Regions from separate parts of the Anser cygnoides genome. Here region 1 is linked to region 2. The links are chromatin contacts, called in public Hi-C maps. All regions are on one chromosome and are shown on one strand. Each heading gives the region's core, a stretch centred on a gene start, on an enhancer-like site or on the middle of the called end of the contact. The rest is flanking DNA. Distances are from core to core; before and after follow the strand shown. Region 1 holds the start of GMPS (guanine monophosphate synthase). Region 2 holds the start of LEKR1 (leucine, glutamate and lysine rich 1).

Evidence for each region. A called contact is a pair of places that touch in the nucleus more often than the background predicts.
Region 1: a contact with region 2 is called in a Hi-C map of liver, with 1.6 times the contacts expected there. The contact joins the promoter of GMPS here to the promoter of LEKR1 in region 2. A contact is called at or near these places in 2 of 7 Hi-C or Micro-C datasets (both in liver).

What each region holds. Positions count from the first base shown.
Region 1 is chr9:25,786,512-25,794,136 of Taihu_goose_T2T_genome, forward strand. It overlaps GMPS (guanine monophosphate synthase), which reads right to left and starts at 6,049. Exons shown (of 16, transcript XM_067002607.1): 1 at 5,890-6,049; 2 at 2,449-2,630. The coding sequence starts at 5,916. SLC33A1 (solute carrier family 33 member 1) reads left to right here and starts at 6,171. Exons shown (of 6, transcript XM_013193002.3): 1 at 6,171-7,061. The coding sequence starts at 6,188.
Region 2 is chr9:25,652,675-25,660,463 of Taihu_goose_T2T_genome, forward strand. LEKR1 (leucine, glutamate and lysine rich 1) reads right to left here and starts at 6,058. Exons shown (of 11, transcript XM_067002611.1): 1 at 5,900-6,058. The coding sequence starts at 5,959.

The DNA.
Region 1 (7,625 bases), core at 4,799-7,298, 130 kb after region 2:
GCGGCACCTCTGCAGGACGAAGACACGGTGGGCACGAGGTGAGCTCCCTCCGGAGCCCGGGAGCTCCCTCCGGCCCCCAGGCAATGCTTCTGTGCCGGGTGGGTGCCACAGGGTGATGGGGTCTCCCTGGGGACCTCCGGAAGCCACCAGGAGGTGGCCCTGGGCCCTGTTCTGGGTGGCCCTGCTGGGGCAGAGGGACCCGGAGGTGCCCCCAGCCGCAGCCCCGCCGTGGTTCTGTGAAGCATTTGCTCCAGAGCTGCAGGTGCAGAGCGCTACTTAACATGAATTTAATCTATAGGTGTGGCTAAAGTTTTTTTAAAACGAAAAATGCCAATGAAAATCCCACAGAACACAAAGGTTTTCCAATCTGAATACTGCAAGAAAAAAAAAAAATGAATTGGGAGGTGCGAGAGGAAAACGGGGAAAGCCAGCCCAAGCTGCGCCCTGCGTCTTCTCAGCTGTCCTCAGAAGTCACTGCAGTGTGGGATGCAGGTTTGGAAGTCTTATTGCAGCACCATGTAATTTGGTACATACCTTCGTGCTCTGGTATGAACGTACCTGGCTCTGGTTTGGCTTCGACCACTTCCAGAGCAGCCTAAACCAGCCTTGGGAAGCCCACTTGCAATGGACCAAAGGCCGTCAGGAACCACATCAAAATGCCAACAGCAAAACGCATTCATTGCTACCCAAGCCTCAGGATCCATGGCACAGGTCTGAAACGTGTCTGGGTTCACAGGCTAACGCCACCTCACCCTGCACCTACAGCACCTCCGCGGCCAGGAACACCGGGAAGTGCCCTGCAGCTGCGAGAGCTGCGGAGATGGCTCTGCCAACGCAGGATGTAAATACAGTTCAGCAAAGGTTTCCATCCCGCCGCCTATCTCAAACCTTAGCGCGGACCAGAGGGCAGCTCCCAGGCCTGTTCAGCTTTTATCTTCGATGCCACGCGCTGTGACTCGGAAACCAGACCACCCCCACGGCACCTGGAGCCTGTATCGAAATGCTGCAGGAAAACCGTGAGCGCGTTTTTACAACGGTCACTGCACGAAGGCACCCAAGCGCCAGCTCCGGTGCTCGCCACGCTCTCCTGCATGCAAATGATTGACCAAGAGCGGGGACCCAAAGTTTACTGACCGCTCTGTGTGACTGATAAGCTGAAATCACTGCCTCAAGCTCGAGACGTGACCTGCTGAGCGGAGAGCACTCGCCGTATTTTAAACGGCAATTGTTTGGCACGACAAACCCAACAGGTCTGATCACATCGTGCTGGAGTCTTCGGTTCTGAACAGAACGGGAGGAAAACCTCTCCCACTGCGAACCCGCTGAAGCACAGCACAAGCCCAAAGCCCTGCACCATTAGCGCCACGATTCACACCTCAAAACCGGCAAAGAGGAGGTGCAGTAATTCTCCTGAAAGCAGTAACCGGGCACGTCCACCTCTCAAAGACTCGACTGCTGGAAAATTACAAACAAGATCTGACACGAGGACGTATTTGTTAGAACATTTCTAAAAGAAACTTTTCGCAGGGTGGCTGCCTGATAGCTGCAGCAGGTCCTGGGTCTTCCCCTCTGTTTGCAGAGATCAGTCAAGTTCCCATCTGACTTGCACTGTTTACCGGCTCACTAATTATCCTTGATTAGGAAAATGTGATTCCGCAACACAGCGCTGCCGCATCTGTTGTGTGGCACAAGTGAGGAACACGCATACAACGTGCTTCTCGATTCTTACCTAGCAAGTAAGGTCTGCGATGATTTGCAGACTTCAGGGTATTTATTTAAATTATATTAAACACCTGACAATAACATACATTTATTTTCCCCCCACAAAAAGAAAGAGGCATACCCTGGCAAGCAGGGTAAATAAAAAATAAAAAATATAAAAAATATTTAAAATTTCAAATAAAAAACCAAAGAGAACTGTACAAAGCACTGCATAACTGCGAGACCTTTCCTTGCTGCACACAACGCGTGGCACTTCCAGCTAAGTTTTTTCAGTTGCTTCCCAGAAATGGTTTGGCATCGTTTCTCACAATTTCTCCAATATCCAAGTTACAGTTATTTCAACAGGCAGCTTCTCATCGTCAGGCTAAGGAAATCATTTTTAGAAACTCATAAAACTTGTTTTTGTGCCTGTAATAGCTGCCCTGGTTAACAGATAAAACAGCAAGATCATCGCAATTTCTGCAGATATATATATATATTAAAAATGCAGCCTCTTACATCGCATTTGTAAACGAAGACGATTAAAATGACATTTTACAGCACGGCAGCACGAAGCGAGCACACGAAAGGAACACCGCTGCCCGGGTTTCACCCAGCTGTTTCTGCAGACAAGCCGGAGATGCAGCCGCGAGCGGCACCGCGCCGAAAGGCAGGCGGCAGCCAGGCGATCGGCCCGCCACCCCCGCGGCCCCGTCCCCCGGAGCGGACGCGAGCGGCGGCACCTACCGAAAGCCCTGCTCGCGGATGGCGAAGGCTGGCGTCTCCAGGGGGAAGATCTCGGACTGCACGAAGAGCTCGCGCACCCGCCGGTCTATGACTTTCCCGTACTGCGCGCCCGCATCCAGGATGACGACGGCTCCCTCGTAGTGGTGCTGCCCGTCCTTCAGCTCTCCTCCCGCGTTCTCCGGCTGCGAAGAGGGCTCGGTCAGCGCCTCGCGGCGACGCGCGGCACGCCGCGGGCTTCACGGCAGGCCTCCCAAACCGACCGGCGACTGCAAAGCTCGCTAAGGGTGCCTACGTGTTAATTAAGGTGATATGGACTAACGGAGGAAATTGGAAATGAAGAATCCTCGGGTTTAGGAAGGCCGGTACACGCACGCAGCACGTCCCTCCCGGGAGGCACTCGCACAAACACGACATTCCCATCCCCGAGACCAAACGCGGTGCGGATTAGCTCATTAGCTTTTCCCCCTCGTTAAGGCAGAGCTTTCCATAAAGCAGCAATACGCCCCGCTCACCACCGCAGCCACTCCGGCTTCCTCCGTCTCGCAGCTCTGAACAAAGCCCGGCGCCCCGCGGGCTCTTGCTCCGAGCGGGCCAGCGCGAAGCCAGAAGAACAACAACGTGTTTCCCCCGTTGCGCTGCCTCGCGCTCCCAGCTCTCACCTGACACAACCTCCTGGAGAGCACGGAGAGGACAAACCGAGAACAACTGCCTCTGCTGAAATATTTGATACAAAGATTTTTTTAAAGCGAGTTTTGGACGCAGCCTTCGAGCAGGCTGCGCTGCAGTTCACAGCGGGACAAAGCGACGGCTCTCTTCGACCCCGCCGCATTCGAGCTGGCTGCCCGGCCTCAGCTGCACCCGGCAAAGGGCGAGAAAACACAAGGACGGGCTTCTCGGTCTTCAAAGAGACCTCGTGAGGAGAGGCAGCGCTCCACAGAAATGCTCTCGCTGAGAGATGGATCTTCGGGGAAGGACGTGAACCCAACGGTGCTGTCAGACACCAGGAAATTCGTGCAGAAAAAACTCTGCTGCTCACGAAACCTCTCGCCTCGGGGTGTTTTTTCCTGAACTTCAAACTTACGCTGATCCCTTGCCAATGTAACTCGACGAAGGAAAAACTGGGAAGGGTTTTGCTTTGGCAAACACCACCTCAGAACACATTTTGAAGCTCGCAACCATTTCAGGCTTTTATTATGGCACCTTAGGGTTGTTCTGCGCGTTTGCCCTCAGGGATCGCCCTCAGAGCACAGCAGGGCTGTAAGGAGAAGGGGGCCGCCTCCGCAGGGGTAGCTTTACGTTCTACGGTAAGAAATACGAGGTTAGGAATAAAACCAAGCTCTTGTTGCACCAGCTCAGCCGCACTGATGGGCGAGGGTTTGCACCCCTCGCGCGCAGCCCTCGGGGAGAAGCCCCTTCACACAGGGCTGCAGCCACGGGAGCGCTTCTCCATCAGCCCATGGCTCTCAAAGACGGCTCTCTGAGGCTTCGGGTAATAGCTCGTTGCCAGAGTTTGGCTGGGAGCCCCTTAACACCCTCCCAAGGATCTCTGAAGCCAGCGTCGTACAGCCGGTTTTATTCCTCAGGTGGTGCTGAAGGCGTTCGGGCTAAACCCCAGCGCAAGCCCTGCATTAACGGAGCAGCGCGGATCTCCTCGCAGGGACGGGGCGAGACGAGCCACGCGACAAAAAAAAACCAGAACCACGCGATGGGCGGCCCGGTCACTGCTCCTTCACCGGGCCCGTAGATGCGGGCCTGGAGCCACGGCCACCCCCCGGCACTCCCAGGACGCCGCCCGCTCTCCTCGCGGCACGTCCCAGCGCACATCCCCGCCGCTTAACCCGGGCACTAAAGGGGCTCGCACCCAGCGCCCGTCAGCATCACCCGCAGGCGGCCCTCGGCGGGCAGCGAACCCCGGCACGACGCGCCGGGCCGCAGGGAGCCCGGCAGGAACGCCGCCATAAATCACGGGAAGGCAGGAAGGAGCGAGGCAGGATCCGGCTTTATTTCTTTAAAGGCGCGGCTCCGAGGCTTTGAATCCAAATTTAACGAGGGAAACTCCGTTTAACGACATCAAAAAAAAACAGAAGCAGATGCCGTGAACGCGCAGCCGACGCGGCAGTTGAGCCTTTGCGCCTGTGTACCCTGTGCGTGCCAGAGGGACGAGGAGGGCCCCAGGCAGCCCCACGCCCCCAGGAACGGGGTGTGGGGAGCCCGGGCTGCAGCCCCTCTGCCTGGTGCGGAGGCTCCAGGCTCTGATAAAAGCTCTTTTTTCCCCTCAGTAGGGTTTTAGCTGGAGTCCCTTGTCTTCTCCTGCTCTGTTTCCAAAAAAATGCCGTATAAATGGCTGGCTTTGGGAACTTATACCACGCCTGGTTTGACAGCCCGCAAGGTGGTTCAGGCACTTGGGCACGGCACAGAGCTGCACCCACCTGCTGCCCTGGGAGAGTGGGACAGGCCTTAAACATCCCGAGAGAAAAATGCGGGGAAAATCTATACTCGGCTCATTTAAATCACAAGGCCAAACCCGAAACCATCTCATACGTGAGAGACTCCTACTGCCCTCCATGCCTGATGCACCCAACGCCGCCTACAACAACCCGACATGCCCCCAGCCCCGGTGCTCCCCGGGCAGCACGGACCCAAGGCCCCCGGCACAGCGCGCTGACCCCTGCCACTGCCTCCAGCCCCGCTGCCACGGCACGGCTCTGCCCTCGGCTGGCCTCTCAGCTCGGCCGCTCCGAAACCGGGAGAAGGACGAGGGGCTGCTGGTCTCAAGCACTACGAGATAACGGAAGCCACCGCGTGCCTTACCCCTCGGGGCGCCTGCGGGGGGGCTGAGCCCTGCGGGGGGGCTGGAGCTCCCTGAGGGGCTGGAGCTGAGCCCTGCGCCCCGAGGAGGGGCAGGTGCTGAGGCCCGAGGAGGGCTGGAGCTGAGCCCCGCACCCCAAGGAGGGCAGGAGCTGAGGCCCGAGGAGGGGCTGGAGCTCCCTGAGGGGCAGGAGCCGAGCCCCGCGCCCTGCCGGCCCGCAGCAGCCCGCTGCCGGGCAGGGGGAGCTCCTCGGCACCGGACCCCCGGGTCAGGACACGCCAGAGCCCGGCACCCCCGATACCGGGGCCGGTTCCACGGTAGCGCCCCGGTCGCCCGGCAGGACGCAGCCGGGTTTCCCCCGTAGGCGCAGCGGGGCCTCGGCTCCTCCCTCCGCGCCCCGGATGCCGGCGGGAGGCCCCAGTCGCTGCCCGGCCTCCTCCTGCCGGGGCCGCGGGGCGCTGCCGGGCTCCTTTCGTTGCCGCGGCCGGGCCCGGCGGGAGGCCCCGGCCCCGGCCCCGCAGCGCCACGGGCGGGCCGCACAAAGCGGCGGGCGTCCAGCAGGCCGCACCATGTGCCCGCGGCAGGACGGCGGCCACGGCACCGAGCGGGCCCGCGGCCGGCCCAGTACTGACCTTGGCGTCTCCGTTGCACAGCGCCATGGGGCCGGGGGGGGGGAAGGAGGCCGGGCCGGGGGGACCGCGCGGAGCAGCCGCCGCCGAGCAGCGCCGAGCAGCGCCCACCGCCACCGCCGCGCCGGGCCGGCCCGCCCCGCCGGAAGGGGAGGGGCCACAGCGGGGCGGGACCGGAAGGGGCGGGGCCGCGCGGCGGGGCGTAACGGAGGGGGCGGGGCGGGGCTCGGGGGCGGGGCTCAGGGGGCGGGGTGAAGCTCAGGGGGCGTGGCCGCCGCTGCCGCCGCTCCGCCGCGGGCCAATGAGGCGCAGCCACGAGGCCGGAAGGGGCGGGGCGGGGCCGGCGCGCGGCGTCTCCTCAGTGAGGGTGAGGCGGCGGCGGCGGCAGCAGCTCGGGGCTCCGCGCTCCGCTCGCGCCGGGCTGGGCCGGGCCATGTCGGCCAAGCAGGGCGGCCGGCAGCGCCGCCCCGGCAGCCACCCGCACTGCCTGGAGGCGCCGGCGCTCCTCGGGGCCGGCCCGGCGGGCGGCGAGGCCGAGGCGCTGCTGCCGCCCCCGTCCCCCGAGCTGGGCCTGCCGGCGGCGGTGCCGGCGCCGCGGGGGTGCCGCGCGGAGCTGGGCAGCGTGCTGCTGCTGCTGGCGCTGTACGTGCTGCAGGGCGTGCCGCTGGGGCTGGCGGGCAGCGTGCCGCTCATCCTGCAGAGCCGCAGCGCCAGCTACACCGAGCAGGCCTTCTTCAGCCTCGTCTTCTGGCCCTTCAGCCTCAAGCTGCTGTGGGCGCCGCTGGTGGACGCCGTGTACGTGCGGCGCTTCGGGCGCCGCAAGTCGTGGCTGGTGCCGACCCAGTACGTGCTGGGGCTCTTCATGATCGGCCTGTCCCGCCGGGTGGACGCGCTGCTGGGCGACGGGCAGGGCCGCGGCCCCGACGTGGTGGCCCTCACGGCCACCTTCTTCCTCTTCGAGTTCCTGGCGGCCACGCAGGACATCGCGGTGGACGGCTGGGCGCTCACCATGCTGTCCCGGGAGAACGTGGGCTACGCCTCCACCTGCAACTCGGTGGGCCAGACGGCCGGCTACTTCCTGGGCAACGTCCTCTTCCTCGCCCTCGAGTCGCCCTCCTTCTGCAACAAGTACCTGCGCTTCCAGCCCCAGCCCCGGGGCATCGTCACCCTCTCAGGTAGCGCCCGGGTGCCCCGGCCCACGTGCGGTGGTGCGGGGCTGGGGGTGCTCGCTGCCTCCGCCTGCAGCTCTGGCCTCCCGAACCGCGAGGAGGCTGGTGGGGTCTGCTGCAAGTGCGCCGGGCTCCTCTGGCCTGAAGCGTGAGGGAAATCTGCCTGGTCATTCACTTGGCTGACCTAAGCGCTTTGGAGAGACTTGATTGTTTTTTAAACGCTTCCTAGTTTAATGACTGCAGAATAGGTTGCTGTTCTAAAAAATGCAAATGCTTCGCCTGCCTTTAAGGAGGCTGCTTGAGAATATCTTCTTCTGGGAGAAAGAGAAGAGGAAATAAGCTTTAAAAAAAAAAACTTCCCAAATGGTATTGCTCACAGAAACAGAAATGACGAGCGTTCAGGCTTGGCCACGTTGCCAACCTCCAAAGGAAGGTCTTAATTAAGTAAATTAAGGGTTATCTTTTTCTTCAGTGAATTAAATGGAATCTGGTGATCCATCCTTTTCTAGCTGCAGGCCTAGGAGTGTTTTCTAATTTTTTCCTCAGAAAGTCTGGGTGTTGGTGGTGGTA
Region 2 (7,789 bases), core at 4,808-7,307:
CTTGGAAATATGAAACTGTTGCTCAGGATAAATACCATAAGGTTCCAAAGCACTGAAATTACCGTAATGAAAAAGGACAAAATGAGCTGTTATTAGGAGGACAGAAAGGTGGCTCTTGTCCCAAAAAGAACACTGTGCTCTCTGGTAGCACCACCACTGTTGTCTTTCAGATAAACAGTTACAGAAATTCCACTGGGTGCTAGGATTAAAAAAAAAAAAAGTTTTATGCAAGTACTAAAACTTTTCAGTTTTCAACTTTAATCTTGCTGCTCAGCCTAAAAATAAATGTCATAGCACAATGAATAATATACACATGGACTTCACAGGAAAAGGCTCCTGTTCTCCCTCACACCCATTCCCCAGGTGATAGGAAGAGGGAAGGGGACACAAAGGGACAGCAAATAGCCCCAAAAGGCCTGAACCGAGCAGAGGAAGGGGCACACAACCCTGCATTCCCACCCTAAATCCAAGAGTCCGGCCTCGTGCCCACCCGCAGTGGGCAAATCACACACAGGGCTTTCTCAGTCTCCCTTTTTGTCACCGCCACCAGCCACCCCAGCCCCTCGCCGGCACCGAGAGCATCCCCTGCAATCCCTGAGCTGCGGGCCCGTTTGCAGGAGCTGCTGCAGCGCACGCAGCCAGGTGCAGCGCAGTGCTGCCAGGCTGCAGGTGCTGACTGCGCTCAGCCGAAAGGACGACAAAGCCATCTTAAGGCCACACCAATTTAAAGGTCGGAGCCAGACAGCTTTTTATAGCTTTGAAAATTACTTAAATAAATGAAATGTTTTTCAGAGTGGCACTATTTCTAAGAGAAATAATATTATTTTTTGTGTATTTCTCTTTTGCCATCCTTCAAAGATTTGTGAACCAGAACATTTGGTTATTTACAACCAAACCTGACACTAAGGGCAGAAATATTTGAGTGTCTAGAAGTGTTAGACAGCCAGACGGGCAAGAAAGACTTCCTGAGTCCCCTACTGAAGAAAACTCTGGAGCGTGAGCTCAGTCCTTATCAGGTAATCCATACGGGAGAGGCCTTGTGAAGGGTCTGTGCCGGAGAAAGGATTCCACGAGACACCTTTCCCTGCATCTGAGGCACCAAAGTTGATCAATCGTTGCATACAAATAGATAGGGAACAAGTTTTCATTAGTTCTCTGCTTACAAAGCTACCTTTTCTGGAAGAGGAGTACCGAGTAACTGCCAAGCGTGTGCTTTACGGACATGACGGTCTGTACTTTCAGATTCTATTTTTCCCTATTTACATTTCACCAGAAGACTGTTGTCATCATCCCAAATGCAAACAGGAAAAAAATAAGGGAAGAAAAGCAATTTGGAAGGACCAGAAAATGAAGAACTGTAACTAGAAAAGTGACTGTGAGGATAAGCAGTGAAAAAAAAAAATAGGAATTTTTTTAAAAAGGGAGGTAATTTAATAGTGTGGTTTTGGTCATCCCGGACAGAGAAACTCAGGGCAAACAAGAAATGAAAAGATACCAGAGGGATACTAAAAAACCCTGCTAGTTGAGTTAGCATGACAAAAAGAAAAGCAAAGCAACTCACAAAGGACAAAGTGTATAAGCCAGGAATACATTTGATCCATACGGTTTTGCGCTGCAGTTTTGATAGGAAGGACAGAGCCAGGTCCAGAACAAACCACCTCGCAAGGCAGTATTTCTAGCTACCGTGTTCCAGCAGCTGTGGGAGCAGTTTCAGCTCCGAGCTGCGTTCAGTTTTGGAAGAACTAATATTATTCCACGGTTACCTTTAGCTACCAAGGGCAAGTGGAGGTCTGAGCCAGGATGGCTCGGTCCGTCTGACTCAGTACTGTAAGCATATGCGCAACATACGTTATATGGAAAAAAAGAAAAAAAAAAAAAAAAGACTGGTGGTCTGTCCCATTTTTAGCTTTCTGAATAACAAGCTTCTCTCCAAGCTTCTGAAATATGACGTGACAGGAATTTACATAATTTCTACTTGACCAAATAATGACAGGGAACGCTGACTTGGGCACTGCATTCTCCTCCACTGGTATTTCAAATTCCACTGGCAAACCTTACAATAATAAAGAGCTAAGTTCTTGTTAAAAGACAAGTAGCCTACTTATGCACTTAGCAGTGCCTTGTTGTTAAGACATCCAGAACACGGGTCACCGATGCTGGAAACAGACGGTAACAAGAAACTAATAGATGGCCATGACTCTTAAAAGCCAGACCTTTAGTCCACAATTAATGAGGTTCTTTTAAAAAGTTTTGAATGTGTTTCTGTGCACCACAGAAACAAAAACAGAGCCATGAACACAGATGTACTCCATGTACGCTACTTTTACAGCGCAGGGGAGGCAGAGCGTTAGGAACTGAGGCACTCACCATCCTCCCTGCATCACCCCGTGCCCCTCGGGGGCATAGCACAGCAGTGACAGCTCGTGCTCCCCCTCCGCTTGCTCCATCACGCTGAGTCTGCTTTAGCAAGGACTGCACAAAAAAAAACAAGCCAAAACAACAACAAAAACCACCACTGCATTTGTCCAACCTAACATCGTAGCAGAACTACACACAATATTCCAGAAAATAAAATTGCTTTATGCTACAGCTGGGTGCTCTTATATTATTTCTGTGTATTGATTGTTTCATTCTGCCTCTACCTGATTATCTGAATGTATTTTCTTCTCATTTTACTCCCCCTCTACACCATACTACTTCCCTTTCTTTCATACTGTTTTCCCTCTTCTAGCACACTACCTAATCCCTGTTACACAGAGAAATGGTTACTTCCAGCCACGCAAATGATATTCTAGGAAGAAAGAGGTGTCTTCCACTGCATATGCGAAACCGAAGAGTTAGTTGATTGAAACTATTTATTTTTTCACTGAAATATTTTGAGTCCCAGTAGAATTTTCACTTCCTAAAAAAAAAAAAGTTTATTGTGAGCAGAGTTTTCAGTCAGCATCTAGTCAGAGAGCAATGCAGGCTGCAATGCTAAGCCATGCTGCATACATAATTATTTGTTCAACTTCCATAAAAAAAGCAGTTGCAAAATAAAAATAACAATACTTGCTTTGAATACATATGAATAATGTAGGAAAAGCCTTGCAGCAAAACCAGAATGTCCTGCTCTCAAGCATCCCATTCAAAACATGCCCCAAAATAATCAGTTTGCACGACAGGAAATAATACTCGGATTTCAGGTAGCTTTAATTTTTTCCTGCTTGTGTTTAAAGCAGACTAATGAATCATAAAAGAGCACGCTGCACTGCTACTGACTGCACACGCGAGCCCTGCTAACATCCAACACGTGTCCGGCGTGCCACGCAGACCTCACTGCTGCTCCCGAGCTCCTTGGGGCTGTGTTGTGGCATGCTCCAGCTCTCCGGTGCAACACACAGCAGAGAATTCCTATAACTGAACCACGGTGTATCGCAACTAAACGTGACGCCTGTGCAGAGAACTGATGATCTAGCCCATCATTAACCTTTTGTTCGTCTGACAATACTGACTTGACACCCACCGGCAGTTGCAACCATTGGGAAGTCCCTCCTAGCTACAACCCCAACGCTTGAGATGCAAGAGATTCTGCCAACCCTCAAATTCCCAGCAAGGTACTTGGGCACTGGTTGCAGAAAGGACTGGTTGCAGAAAGAAAAATCTCTGTCAACACAGGGGCAACTTGTGAACGCCATCTCAAGAAGCATTCATAAAGTACGTGCCCATGGGACCTCCTGCCCCTCTGTGTCAGTGCTACCATGCGCATCCAGAGGCACCAACAGGAATACTGCTACTTATAAATTAATATTAACACTGCAAATAGTATGTACATAATGACCTTGGGTACTGTTCGCATCTACCAAGCCAGTCACTGTTGGCACGACAGATTCTTTAGCTAATTAAAGCAAACAGAACTATGTAAGAATCTACGTAGAGAAAAATAATCCCAGGTCCAAAGACAGCACAGAAAGTTACCAGAATGTGCTTGTAAAGATACCATTATGTGCTCAATCTACAAGTCCATGTGGCAAATCTAACGAGTAACCACTTGCTGCTAGCAATGTACGTGATGTTTTGTGGACAGTCAAACACCAGGGAACATTCTGCCCTGATGTGCAACACAGCTCCGAAGTTCCTGCACTGCTCGCTTTCTTAAGCTCCTAGGGCGAGAGAACTACTAATACGTAAGGATATCTTGTGCCCAATTAATTATGTGATCTGTGTTAAGCAAGGGTCATTTGTCTGCCAAATAAAATATACAATTAGGCATAACCTTGTTTGCTACTTGGAGGACTCAGGGTGTCACTTGACTCTCTTCTGTAGGTGGCTGCTGCTTTGCTTCCCGCTTCGCTAGGATCTTCCTGGCAAGACCGTACCTTCCCATCCGGGTACATTGGAAGGGCAACAGAAATTGAAACAAACACAGAACTCGGCCACGGCTTTACAGCGACAGGTTTCCCCCCCCCAGCAGGCTTTGGCAGCTGAACTACCTGCAGGACAGGCTGCTCCAGGCTGACGCTCCCTCCCCTTCCCCTCTCAGTGACATCCTCTAGAGGAGTGCAGCTCTGGAGGCAGCGATGTCAAGTACTGACAAGCAGCTTTTGAAGCTCCGTCCGCCAGAGCACAGAAGAGCAGAACGATGACAGCTCTGGGCTGCATCCTTCGCCTTGCCCCACTCTGAGCCCTGCAGCCCAACCTCCTGAGCACGCAGCCGAGCAAGGCAGCTCGAAGCAGCTGCGGGACCAAGAATGCTCACTGCTAGGTGCTGAAATCACAACGCTTAACACATTCCCTCTGGATACACATGTTCCTTCGGCCAGCTAGCTGCATGTTGGGAGCATGTGCTCCGTTTGGCAGAACAACCTACAGCTGGCACAAGTTCCGCTTATGTTAGGAGCAACCTAAAAGCGAGATTACAAAAGAGATGCTATAAAATCCAAGAAGCAGAGAACGCGAAGGGAATAAGAACATGTCTACATAAAAGGTAGAAAATACAAGGACAGGAAATTGTGAGAATGACTTGTAACCAAGCCCAGTATCTTGTAACTATCCTGCAACTACAACGCAAGCCAGCTGAGCGAAGAAGTGAGCAGCAGCAAAGGATGTGTAAAACCATGACCCCTAACCGATCCCAAAATCTTGGCCTGTCGTTGCCTTAGAGCTCACGTTGAGGCGACTGGGTAGGATGGGACGGGAACATGAGACTACTCTTGCTCACACCTAGGGGTGCTGGCTGGCGTACCCTCTGCATGGAGACCTTTCTGTTGGCGGCACGCCGCAGAGCTGAGAGCTCAGGGGCTTGCCTGCCCGGTCCTCTGCTCCAAAGCAAAACCTTGCTTCAGCCGTCCCCCCGCTACCACCAGAGGAATTCCACAGCTCCCCTGCTGAGCTGCTCCACTGCTCTACCCCTGCCTCTGGGTTCGTCACTTTCAACCAAAGCAAGTGGAGAACGGTGAGGGTAAGATTAATTTCCAGCTAGAGATAAAGGACAACTACATACAGCATGTGAATACCGTCAGCGTGCCCTGAGGCATCTTCTAGAGCAAGTAGACCCAACTCTATTGCCCTTTCCTAGGGCAACGGACTCGTCAGCTCTTTCCTAAATTCCCGGCTGTATGATTTTCCTTAAAGACCTGCAGCTCTGAGCTGACCCCCCACAGCCCTGAAGAGGAGACAAGCGGGGCTGAGCTCCACACGCAACCCCGACACCGCTTCAGCCCAGCTACGCGCCCTGCATCGCTGCGGCAGCCACACGCGGCGCGCGGTACCGGGTCCGGGCTCGCTCGGAGCGGCAGCACGAACGCCTTCCCGTCCCCGCCGCGCGCGCCCCCCCGGCAGGTGACTGCGCTCCGTGTGTAACGCCGTGCCCCCGGCGTGCCGCGGCCCGGGCCCGGTTCCCCCCCCCGCAGCCCCGTACCTCTCGGATCCCCGGGGGCAGGGCGTGCCCGGGGCCGGGCCGCTCCGTGGCCGCCGCCATTTTCTCGCCGGGCCCCGGCGGCGTCCTGGCGTCACCGCGGCAACGGCGCGGCGCGGCCACGGGGCGCGCCCCCGCGCGGGCGGGAACGGGAGCGCGCTCGGGGGTTTGGGGGGGGGGGGGGGGTGGCGGTGCTCGCCCCCCGCAGCGGGTCCCGGCCCCCCCGGTGCCTCGGGGCTGCGGCCTCGCCGTGCCCCCGGTGATGGCCCGCGGGTGATGCGGGGCTGCACAGCGCCCCAGCGGGAAGGGCACAGCCCCAACGGGGGGGGCTCCGCGGGGAAACGGCCCGGGGGTGCGCCGGGGTGTGCCCCGGTGTGTGCCTCGGGGTGTACCGATGTGTGCCCCAGTGTGTGCCGATGTGTGCCCCGGCGTACCCCAGTGTATGCCCCGGTGTGTGCTCCGGTGTGCGCCCCGGTGTGTCCCGGTGTGTGCCTCGGGGTGCCCCGGGGTGTGCCCCGGGCTGTGCCGATATATCCCGGTGTGTGCCCCCCTGTGCCCCTGGGGGCGCCGCGGTGTGCCCCAGTGTGTCCCAGGGTGCGCCCCGGTGTGTGTCCCGGGATGTACCGATGTGTGTCCCCCTGTGTCCCGCTGTGTGCCCCGGGGGATACTCCGGCTGCCGCCCCGGTGAGCGCCGTGCAGCCCTTCCCGCGGCCTCGTCCCGCCCGCCCAAGGTCGGCACAAAGGCGGCGGCCTGCGGCAGCCCCCGCCGGGGCCGTGCGGTCGGGAGGGGCGGTGCGGGCCCGGCAGCGCCTCCCCGGCAGCTGGGCCCTGCGTGCTGCCGCCGCGGCGGGGGGGGGCGGCGGGGCCGCCGGATCGCACGCGATGGCCGCCCGTGGCGTGCCGAGCCGGGCCCTGCCGTGCGGAGCCGGGCCCTGCCGTGCCGAGCCGGCGGTTGTGAAACGGGGCAGGCACGCAACGGCCCGGGGCGGCAGCACCGCCCCGCCGCTCCCTGCCCGGCCCCGGGGGATGAGGGGACAGGCGTGGGGCTGGGGGCTGACATGGGGCTGGGGGGGCTGGCATGGGGCTGGGGGGCTGATATGGGGCTGGGGGGCCTGACATGAGGGGATGTGAGGAGATTGTCGTGGGGTCTGTGAGGAAACTGACGTGGGGGCTATGGGGGGACTGGTGGGGGGCTGTGGGGGGCTGATATGGGGGATGTGAGGGGACAGGCATGGGACTGAGGGGACAAACACGGGGCTGCGAGGGGACTGACACGGGGGGCTGTGAGGAAACCGACGCGGGGTCTGTCAGGAAACTGACGGGGGGGTGCTCTGAGGAGGCTCTCATGGGGGATGAGGGGAGCCTGCCAGGGGCTTTGCTGCCACCAGCCCCAGTTGCTCAAGGTCAGGGGGCCCTGAGGAGAAACGTTGCGCAGGACGGGCAGCTCCCGCCTCGCCCTGCTCTGAGGCAACCCCAAAATCCCCCCCAAATCCCCAGTCCCCCCGGGGCCGTGCTCCAGGAGCGGCTCAGGACCACCCCGCCGGCAGGCTCCCAGCTCCCATCGGGGAGGCGATGCCTGGCCCCGCGGGGTGGGCGAGGGAGCCCGGCGGGAGCTGGCCCGCTCCCCACGTGGCGTGGCGGCAGCGCGGCGTGCGTGCCAGCCCCAATTACCGCCACCGCTCCAGATCAGGTTCCAGGCGGCGTGCGCGGCTCCAAGGACAAACCACCAGGCAAGAAACGAGTGCGTGACACGCAGCAGTCATAAGCCAGCTATTTCCATTGTTTTCCTGCAGGCTTTGTACCTTCTCAAACACACGTGGAAAGCCTCCCGCTGCCTGCAAATCCCAACCCAGAGGAGCAAAGTCCATGCCAGCGGGCAGCTAGGGAAAAAGG